Regions from separate parts of the Sus scrofa genome. Here all the other regions are linked to region 2. The links are chromatin contacts, called in public HiChIP or PLAC-seq and promoter capture Hi-C maps. All regions are on one chromosome and are shown on one strand. Each heading gives the region's core, a stretch centred on a gene start, on an enhancer-like site or on the middle of the called end of the contact. The rest is flanking DNA. Distances are from core to core; before and after follow the strand shown. Region 1 holds the start of TARS (threonine--tRNA ligase, cytoplasmic). Region 2 holds the start of BRIX1 (BRX1, biogenesis of ribosomes). Region 3 holds the start of ZFR (zinc finger RNA-binding protein).

Region 1 (3,073 bases), core at 414-2,913, 1.1 Mb before region 2:
ATCTTTCTGGTCCTGGTTATTCTTTTTCAAAATTAAGATGCAATTCTGAAAACCTGTCTAAAGAGCATAATTAACTTGTTTTGCATAGAAGGTAAGATCCTATTGATTCCTACTCTAAGTATGGAAAGTCAGATTGGTTTATTTAAGCCTATAAAATTGCGCATAACTCTTGGAACTTCTTAAACACCCACAAAGTACTACCAATAATCTACTCTTATTAACAAAGTTAGTTTTTCAAGCAAGGATTATCTCAACACGCATTAATTCCCTCAACACGTATTGAATGTTAACTGTATGCCAGGCTTATATCTGCTAGATGCTGGCAAAAATACACAAGTTGTGCTTTAGAGAAGCTTTCAATCAGTAACTTTATAATCGTAAAACTGAACTGATAGGTGCTATAAAGACAGCTGCAGGAAGATCTAACAGGGAGACTTGCTCCATTCAGTAAGGGTCAAGAAATGGTTCCCCTAAGACAACAATTCTTGAGAGCTAACATAGGTGCAAAGTAGGCAAAAAGCATGTGGAGCAGGAAGAGATAAGGATGGGGAGAATAAACTCTGCAGGTACAAAAAAAACCTGTGGGAGCACACCTGAGAAACAGTAAGATCACTCGTTCACTGCATGGTGAAGTGAAAAAGTTGGGCAGTCAGAGGCCTTCAAAGCTTTGGCTATTTTTATACTGAAAGTCCCTTGAAGAAGAGTTTTAAGCAAGAGGTTGTCATGATCATATTTGTATTGTATTCTGGTGCCATGTGAAAAATGAATGCAGAAAGTCGGGTCAGGAGGCTATTGGTTATTGATCTTCACGGAAGGACGACCCTGAAGGTGTCAAGTTGTCAAGGACTGATATTTATAAAGTAAAATCTATAAAACCTGGTGATGGAGTAAGTTGGTGATGGTCATAAACTATAGACGAACTCACTGCACTTCTGATTTCAAATTAGTAACGGTTTTCAATTGGCTGGTAAAATAAATGAAAGTAGACCAGGAGATTCGAAACACTGAGACCTCTACGGGAGAATCCGTGGAGTCGGAGTGGTTATTTCCTTAATTGAAAGTTTCACTGCATGTTCAATGCTTTCTGATGCAATATAGGTAGGCGGTGACATGTACTAATGAACTTCCGAGCAAAGGCGCTCGTTCCTGGATCACCAAGGCCTGGGTCTTGGGAATCCTGAATTGCAGTGAGGAGGGTTCACTCGATTCACTGCCACAGACTTGGGATCCCTGAGAAGTCTCCAGAACTCAGCAGTCAGGCCAGGTCAGGCGACGCCGAAGCTGCAGGGAACGCTGGCCACTCTTCCGGAGTCCGGCCCCAGCGGCAGGGATGATATTCAGGTGGCCGAGACTTCCCGGAAACTTAAACTTAGCTCCTCTCTCTCGCTACGGTGGCCGAAAAGGCCCTAGAATAATAGGTCGAGTCACCGAGTCACCCAGAAGAAGGCGCAGGCGCACTGCGGACTTCTAGGATCTGGGAAAAGCCGGGTACCCTGGGAAAAGCAGGCCTGCGGGTTTAACGTCTGCAGTTTCTTCTCCTGCCCCTGCCTCACTCTGATTTCTTAGAAGGACTATAGCCCGACAAGCTTTTTCATTGGTTTAGAGAAAGGAGGGCCCGCCATTCCCCCTTGTCGATTGGCTGCCGCTTCTCCCGTCAAGTTAGGAGGCGGAGTTTGGGCGCTTTCCTATTGCATCAGCTGGCACGAGTGGCGCAAGCAGAGGATTTCCGGGCGTTCAAGCCCAATTCTATCTGTCGTCCACTCTCCTGTGCAGCCTATCGTTTTGGATTTTTTTTTTTTTTTCTTTGGGGTGATTTGCCGATGTCTGAGGAGAAAGCCCACAGTCCTTCAGGAAAGATGGGAGGCGAGGAGAAGCCGGTGAGTGGGCAGAGTAGAGCCTGGAGGTTGGGCTGGGCTCTCCCGGTACCCACGTTGCTTTACCGGGGAGCCAGGGGTGGAGGAAGTGGCCCCGGTCGTGTAGGGGGTGCGGTGTAGGGGGGTGGAGGAGTCCGAGAGGGGCAATGGAGCTCCTGAGTAAGTCAGGGCCTCCTTTGGCGAGGAAACTCAAATTCATACAGTAGAGCGAGGCCTTGCAGGTCTTTTCAGGGTCCATTCTCTTTTGTATATGAAGAAACTGAGATCTTGAGTGTCTTGCTTTGAGTCACACAACTAACTAGAAGCCGAAGACAGAATTAGAGTCTAGGGCTCCGGACAGACTCCTAGACTCCTGTCTTTCGCTCACCATAGTTGGGAAGAATGTTGCAGGGCCTCGTTTAATTCTAAAACCGCGTAGGGGTAAGATCCCCAGTTTAAGGAAGGGAAAGCCTAGTCACCGAGACCTGGTCCAACTTGCTCAAGCTTTGGGTGGTTTATAATAAGTGATGGAGGCTGGGTGACCGCAGCTGACAAACTCTAGAGAAGTTACACACTTCCCTGCTTGGTGCTGGAGGCAATACTTAGCCCATTCGCAAAAGCTCAACATTTCAGCTCTGAACTTTCCCTTTAGTATCAGGAACATCCTCAGTCTGTTCTGTGTACCATTTTAATGTCCCTGGGCTGTTCTACTTAACGGCTGTGCACACATGGGGAATTATCTACTTTCTTTCAGCCACTATTCTCATTTGTAAAATGGAGAGGTATTTTGAAGACATAAAAGCCTTGGTGTTAATTCTCTCCTTTTCCATTACTTCTGTTCTTTTAGCAAATACCCATAGGATCAAAATCAAAAACATTTAATCAGGAAAATAGAATTATTTAATTATCTTTCCATTTTAAATTTTCACTGACAGACCTGCAATTAATTTTTCCCCTTCTTTTTACCTGATATGGCTAATCCTATAGTATTTTTTTTAATTTTTTTTTTTTTTTTTGTCTTTTTAGGGCTGCACCCGCAGCACATGGAGGTTCCCAGGCTAGGGGTATAATCAGAGCTGTACCTGCCGGCCCCTGCCACAGCCACAGCCATGCCAGATCCAAGCCACCCCTGCAGCCTACACCACAGCTTGCAGGCAACGTAGGATCCTTAACCCACTGAGCGAGGCCAGGGATCGAACCTGCAACCTCATGGTTCCTAA
Region 2 (3,062 bases), core at 375-2,874:
CAGACACTAGTCAATCAGACAATGCACGAGTGATACTGGTCTTCAGCTTCTTTTGAGGACAGAAACCATGTCTTATTTATCCCTCTATACCCAAGGTCATACCATGCACTTAGGTGTTCCAAAAAAATTCTGAACTAAATCTGAAATCCTATCTGAACTATTCAAATATTACTTTTAAGAGTAGATTATACTATAACCAATAAAAGGGATTTTTTTTTTTTTTAATCATAGGGAGGTAGTGGTAAAGGGCATATGCTATGGAAACAAATGTCCTGGGTTCTTATCCCAATTCAGCTGCTTGCCAGCTGTAGGACTGTTGACAAATCACTTAACAGTGTCTCAGTTTCCACATACGTAAAAATGAGAATAATAACAGAACCTACATCAAAGACTATTCTCTGAGGATTAAATGAGTTAAACATATAAAACGCTCAGAAGAGTGCCCGGCCTATAGTTTAGCTTAATATATTCTAGACATTATTATTATTATTAACCATTATCTCTGTTAAACAAGATTGCAGAAGAATTTGTTACCAGGAGAGAAAAAGAATTCAAGTAATGATATTTTGCTCTTTAACTTAAATGATATCAATTAAGACCTTCATTGTCTGGGGTGAAGAATATCACTAAGTCCCAGGCTTAAAGGTGACTACTTTCATACCTGAATAAAAGCATTTGCTTGCACACACTTTGCATTTTCCACTGTGACCTTGATTCCATTTTTAGTAGCGAAACAGGTGGCATGTTCTCGGAAATGAATAGCCTTCAAGATAGTGGAGAGATTCCTCACGTTGTCGAGGCTGGCCACTAAACTGTAATCACTCTCATCTGGGATCTGTTGTGTTAGGAGGGGCATGGTTCACTGCGCATTCCGCCCGGAGAGCGGCTCCTGATGCCAACACCTGCTCCCGCTGGTCGCGGAACACCTGATGAGATCAGACAAACTCCCGTCAATGCTGGCTAAGCCCGCGATCTCAACCTGCGCTGAGCCAAGTGGAAGAGGCCTGGACGGTGAACTCGACCGACCAGGGATTGAACCCCACTTCTGCCACTTAACTGTCTAACTTTGGGGGAAATTATCTCTTTAAGCTACGGTTTCCTCGTCTTCAGTAAGACGACAGTAACCATGAAAAACTGAACGATGAAAACACCCAACAACAACAACATCATTCTACTCGGGCCAGCTTCGCCACGCCAAGATGAGGCTGCGTATCACCAAAGAGTCGGTTTTGAGCTGTCCACGCAGCCAACCTCGTCCCTAACAGACAAGGGGTGGGGGTGGTCCTCGGATCCTCCAAAAGCCCCAGACAACGCGGCGCACCAACCCGCCGCGGGACTGCACCCGTTTACTAGTCTCGATATGCCAAGCGCCCAAACCCACCTTTGGGGTCGGGACGCAGCTCCCTGGCAGCCGGGGAGGAAGTGGAGCGGCTCCCGCCACTTTTTCAGACCCGCCAGCCCCGTCAGCACCGTCACCACAGAGATAGACAAAGCCTAGAGAGTCTGGCATCCGGTACCACAGAGACCGGAAAGAGGCACCTAGAGCTGGAGGACTGCCGAGCCCAGCCCCGGGACCATAGAGATGGGAAAGCGGAGCGAGCGGCGCAGCCGGAAGGAAGGCCCAGAGAGAAGCTGGGGAGCAAGATGGCGGGAAGCAAGATGGCGGCAACCAAGAGGAAACGGCGTGGAGGCCCGGCTGGTCCGGCGAAAAAGCTGAAAAGAAGCGAAAAAGACGCCAAGCCGCCTGCTAAGTCAAGCGAGGTGGCAGAGGAAGCGGAGGAGGAAGATAGAAATCGTATTCCGGGCCCGGTTTGCAAGGTAGAGTGGGCTCTGCGGCCGCGGCTCCGCACGCCTTCTCTGAGGCTACCTATTTGATTATGGCTCTGCGGGTTTCGGAGTTTCTGAGGTGTTCCTGGAGGTCGTTTTCAGCCCTTCCAGCTGGACTGGCTACCAGGTTTATAGCTAAAGCTTGGACACATGGCTGCCCTCCTGGAGGCGCGGGCTGAGCACCTGGGTGGGCTTCAGAGCTTTTAGAGGGTCACAGAGAAGCGACTTTGAGGGTCTTAATTCCAGCGTTTAGTCTTCCATTTACTCCCCTATTGTTGTTGTTGTTGGAGAGTAATAGTTTTACCAATTAAAGTTATTCCTCGCTATTGAGTGTATCCCTTAGAGTAATACTTCCATATACCGACATAGTTAGGTATGGTTAGTTAGGAATCCTAAAGCTTGTTATGTGGCCCTTTAAAAAGTTCCTTTTCTTGGGATTGTGAATTTGACTTGCTTGATCTCGGGGTAATGAAAGCTAGACAAGATAACGTGAGCTTTTCTTGTATTCATGAAGTTTTAACGTGCCGGGCACGGTGAGAAGTTAGGTTTCCCCTGCCTTGGGATTGCAAAACTAGAATGTGACCACTTCAGTTTAGAAGGAAACTAGGAACTTATATGTTTTTTGCTCAAAACAAGGTGAGCACAAGTTGCTGCTAACTTTAATTCGACTGAGAGCTCCTTAAGCCAGGTCAAATATTGTGGAGACTAGAGTTAACATTTGTTTCATAAACTTCTCTGTCGACCTTCAGCTTTGCCAGATCTCTGTTTGACACGCTAGCGAGTAATAAATGACCCTTAATGGTTTGGTGGGGTGGCAAGCATTGGGAAAGGAGTGAGCTTTGAGGAATGAAAGATGAGCTTGAATTGTAGCCCTGCTCTTAACAGGGACGTTTTGAGCTCTTTTCTCACCTGCAAATTGAAAGGAAGAAAATATGATTTGCTTTTTATGAAAAATAAGCAGACTTCTGTTAGATTTTCAGTAAATGTTAAGCGTTCTCTTTTAGGAGCTAGAAAAAATACGATAAGGATCTATGAGTTGAGTTATAAATGAAAATTCTATTTAAATGAAGAAGATAAATATTGCTCTAGAATAAACAGGTTAGGGATTATGAAGGATTTGATTTAGCCTTTGAGCTAGATCCTAAGGTAAGAGCAAAATTCTGATTTTCAGAAAGGGGAAGGAGCAATGCAAGGGAGAGGCGGAAAGGGGAAGAGAGAGGGAGAAACTGATCAAA
Region 3 (3,110 bases), core at 177-2,676, 1.9 Mb before region 2:
TACTCTTGTTAAGATATACAGCGAAATAGACACTTCAGAAATTAAAGCTTCCCTTAAGGTAGAGATTTCAGATGATGCATCTCACTAACTCAGCACCTCCCTTGCACTTTTCTTTTCCCCAGAGGGGAAAGACGCGTCAAGGGGAATTATTGGCCCACCTGGAGCCTAAACGCAATACCTAGAACAAGGCTGTGGACTCATTTATCAGCACTAGAAACTTCACACATCTTTTCCAGTCTACCAACCACCCAATTCACAGGTGGTTGGTACGTTTACCTCTCTCCTTGGAGGGAAAACTAAAGGAACCAAATGAATGAGGTGACACCCGCAGTTTGTTAGCGAGGGACGCCACGGAACGGAGGAGAAAGTACCCGAGAAAACAACACGTTATCTGGGCTCGGGGGCCCGTGCACCGGGCAAGGACCGGTGCGCGGGAGGCGGCGCGGAGGCGGCCGGCGGGCGGTGCGACTCGCACTCTTCCCGAGGCTCCCTCGCCCACCCTCTCCGTCCCCCAGCGGGTGGGGGCCCGGAGGTGGGGACCGGCCCGGCGGGGGCGGGGACTGGGGGGCCGCGGTCTCGGCTCCCTCCCGCTGCCCGCCGGGCGGGGGAGGCGGCTCGGCTCCGAGGCCGCGGGAGGCCATTTTAGCTGCGGGGCCGCCGAAGGCCCGGGCGGCCCTTCGGGGCCCGCAGCCTCGGCCCTCTCTCCCTCCCGCCCCACCGGGGCTGCCGCCGCCGCCGGCCGGGAGAGACCGCGGAGCTGGCCTGCCGCGGGCCGGGGCTCGGGGTCGGCGGGCGGGGCGGGCGCGGGGGCGTCGTGTCGGCGGGATCCGGGCGGAGGGGCGAACAGGGGAAGAGAAGGGAGAGGGCGGGGAGCCGTTACCTATACTGGGCCGCAGCCGCCGCCGCCGCCGCCCCGCTGTGGGTGAATCCAAAGTAGTTGCCGGTCGCCATTTTGGCATCTTCCCCCAGCCGGCTGGGCACTGCGGCGGGCACGGAGAGTCGGGTCCCATGGCGGGAGGAGAGGCGCGGAGGGGCAGAGACGCCGAGGGAGGGAAGGGGAGAGAGAGAGAGGCGCCGTGAGAAGCCGCCCTCGCCGGGCCGGGCCGCGGCCGCGCCGCCTCCCCCTCCCGCCTCGCACTCCCTCACTCACTCACACGCCCCGGTGGCGGCCGCCGCCTCCTCCCCGGAGCCTGCCCCAACCCCCGCGCCTCCCCGCCGCCCGGAGCCGGGGAAGGGGCCGGCCGGGGACCCCGGCGGGGCACATTATACTCACCATAGGTGAAAGAAACTACAGGGCATATGGGAATCATGGGCTCGGGCTGCTGCTGCTGAACTCTGAACTCTCACCCGCTGCCTCCCTCCTCTGCCCCGCTCCTCCTCAGCGGAGAACAGACCGCCGCCTCCCCCCGCACTGCGCAGGCGCTCCCGCGCACGGCACTCTGGGAGCTGTAGTCCCTAAAGCCTTCGCGGCTCCGCGGGCGCTAGCCGGGCCTCAGCCTAGGCTGGCTGAGTGCCCGCGGTGAAAGACGAAGGCGAGCCTCCCTGTGGGCCAGCCTTGGGGTAATCCGGGAGAGTGACCGGAGAGAGTGACGTCTACCAGTCTTTCCCTCTTACTTTAAACTTCTTTCACTTTTACGTGCGCATTTGTTCTCCACCTTTCGGTCTTCCCATGAACTTTCCATCATCAGGATTTGAGCTGAACTAATTTGGATCCTTCCTTATTTCTCGTATTCCCGCTTCTTGTCCTTAGCCTTTAAAATGGGGAAGGAGGAGTTCCCGCTGTGGCAAATCGGGATCGTTGGTGTCTCTGCAGCGCGAGTACGCAGGGTCGATCCCCGGCTGGTGTAGGGAGTTTAAAGGATGGCTTAGGTCGCGGCTTTTATCCGACCCCTCCTCCAGGAACGCCATGTGCGGCCAAAAAACAATGAAACAAATAAGTAAATAAGATGTGGAGTAGAAAAAGAGGAAAAGAAAGGCAAGTGTGCTCTTGCGTTGGACACCCCTCCCAACCACATCTCTTCCGTCCTTTTTTCTCCGGCTGGCACCCATTCCTAAAGTATGGAGCCCCCTAAGCATGGGACCCTGTTCTGGGTACTGGAGATGGAGCAGTGAGCAAAATAAAGTCCCTCTTGACACCGAATTTACCTTCTGGGGTAGGGAGAGGAGATTTAGACAATAGCCAAATAAATAATGAGTATGTCGTTGGTGATTGAAGCTTTAAGAATAAAGCAGGGTAAAGAAGATAGAGAGTGAGGAAGATGCTATTTTATGTGGAATGTGGTTAGGACAGCCATCAAGTAGAACCCTGAAGGAAGCGAAGGAAGAAATCTGGTCAATGGTTGGGGGAAAGACAGCAAAATGGAGGGTCCTAAGGCAGGGGTGCTCAAGAGCAGCAAGGAAATTGGTCTGATGGAGTTGAGGACAAGGAGTCTGGATCATGGAAGTCCTTCATGAGAGTGCCAAATCTTTCTGGAGTTCCTGTTGTGGCTCAGCATGTGGCTGAGCTAGTATCTATGAGGACGCGGGTTGGCTCCCTAGCCTTGCTCAGTGGGTTAGGGATCCAGCCTCGCAGTGAACTGTGGTGTAGATTGCAGATGAAGCTTGGATCCCACGTTGCTGTGGCTGTGGTGTAGGCTGGAAGCTGCAACTCTGATTGGACCCCTAGCCTGGGAACTTCCACATGCTGCGGGTGCCTCCCTGAAAAGACAAAAAAGAAAGAGTGCCAAATCTTTTATTGTAGGAATGGAATGATATTCTCTCCCATGCAAGCATGTGTCTATTCCCTCTACTTTCTCGCTGTTTTCTCTTTACTTTCCCTATGCATTTACAACCCTTCTTTTTCCTCTTGCAATCCCTCACTCTGATTGACTGTTTCTCCCCCAACCTCTTTCCTGCCTCCCATCAATGCCCAAGTGCTCCATTTCACCTCTTCCTTGCCCTATCCATGCCCATCACCCCAGCGCCTCTGCTATTCACCTGAGCATTTTAAGAAACGCAAAATGGCGTTCTCTTGTGGGCCAGTGAGTTAAGGATCCAGGATTGTCACCGCAGCAGCTTGGATTTGCTGCTGTGGTATAGGCTGTATCCCTAGGCGGGGAACTTCCATGTAC

Evidence for each region. Promoter capture Hi-C pulls out the DNA fragments that hold promoters and counts their contacts. HiChIP or PLAC-seq counts read pairs in DNA pulled down with a chosen protein or histone mark.
Region 1: an H3K27ac HiChIP or PLAC-seq map of alveolar macrophages shows a contact between it and region 2. The contact joins the promoter of TARS here to the promoter of BRIX1 in region 2. A contact is called at or near these places in 1 of 5 promoter capture datasets (liver), 11 of 47 Hi-C or Micro-C datasets (blood, embryonic fibroblasts, fetal skeletal muscle and 5 more) and 2 of 2 datasets of contacts at active chromatin or transcription factors (alveolar macrophages and skeletal muscle).
Region 3: a contact with region 2 is called in a promoter capture Hi-C map of liver, with 2.8 times the contacts expected there. The contact joins the promoter of ZFR here to the promoter of BRIX1 in region 2. A contact is called at or near these places in 1 of 5 promoter capture datasets (liver) and 1 of 2 datasets of contacts at active chromatin or transcription factors (skeletal muscle).

What each region holds. Positions count from the first base shown.
Region 1 is chr16:19,453,631-19,456,703 of Sscrofa11.1, forward strand. It overlaps TARS (threonine--tRNA ligase, cytoplasmic), which reads left to right and starts at 1,664. Exons shown (of 20, transcript XM_021076644.1): 1 at 1,664-1,877. The coding sequence starts at 1,821.
Region 2 is chr16:20,510,657-20,513,718 of Sscrofa11.1, forward strand. It overlaps BRIX1 (BRX1, biogenesis of ribosomes), which reads left to right and starts at 1,625. Exons shown (of 10, transcript NM_001244824.1): 1 at 1,625-1,818. The coding sequence starts at 1,645. It overlaps RAD1 (cell cycle checkpoint protein RAD1), which reads right to left and starts at 1,516. Exons shown (of 8, transcript XR_308376.3): 1 at 1,382-1,516; 2 at 662-926.
Region 3 is chr16:18,654,915-18,658,024 of Sscrofa11.1, forward strand. ZFR (zinc finger RNA-binding protein) reads right to left here and starts at 1,427. Exons shown (of 20, transcript XM_021076978.1): 1 at 1,274-1,427; 2 at 881-980. The coding sequence starts at 1,310. LOC110257314 (a long non-coding RNA gene) reads right to left here and starts at 819. Exons shown (of 2, transcript XR_002339766.1): 1 at 1-819.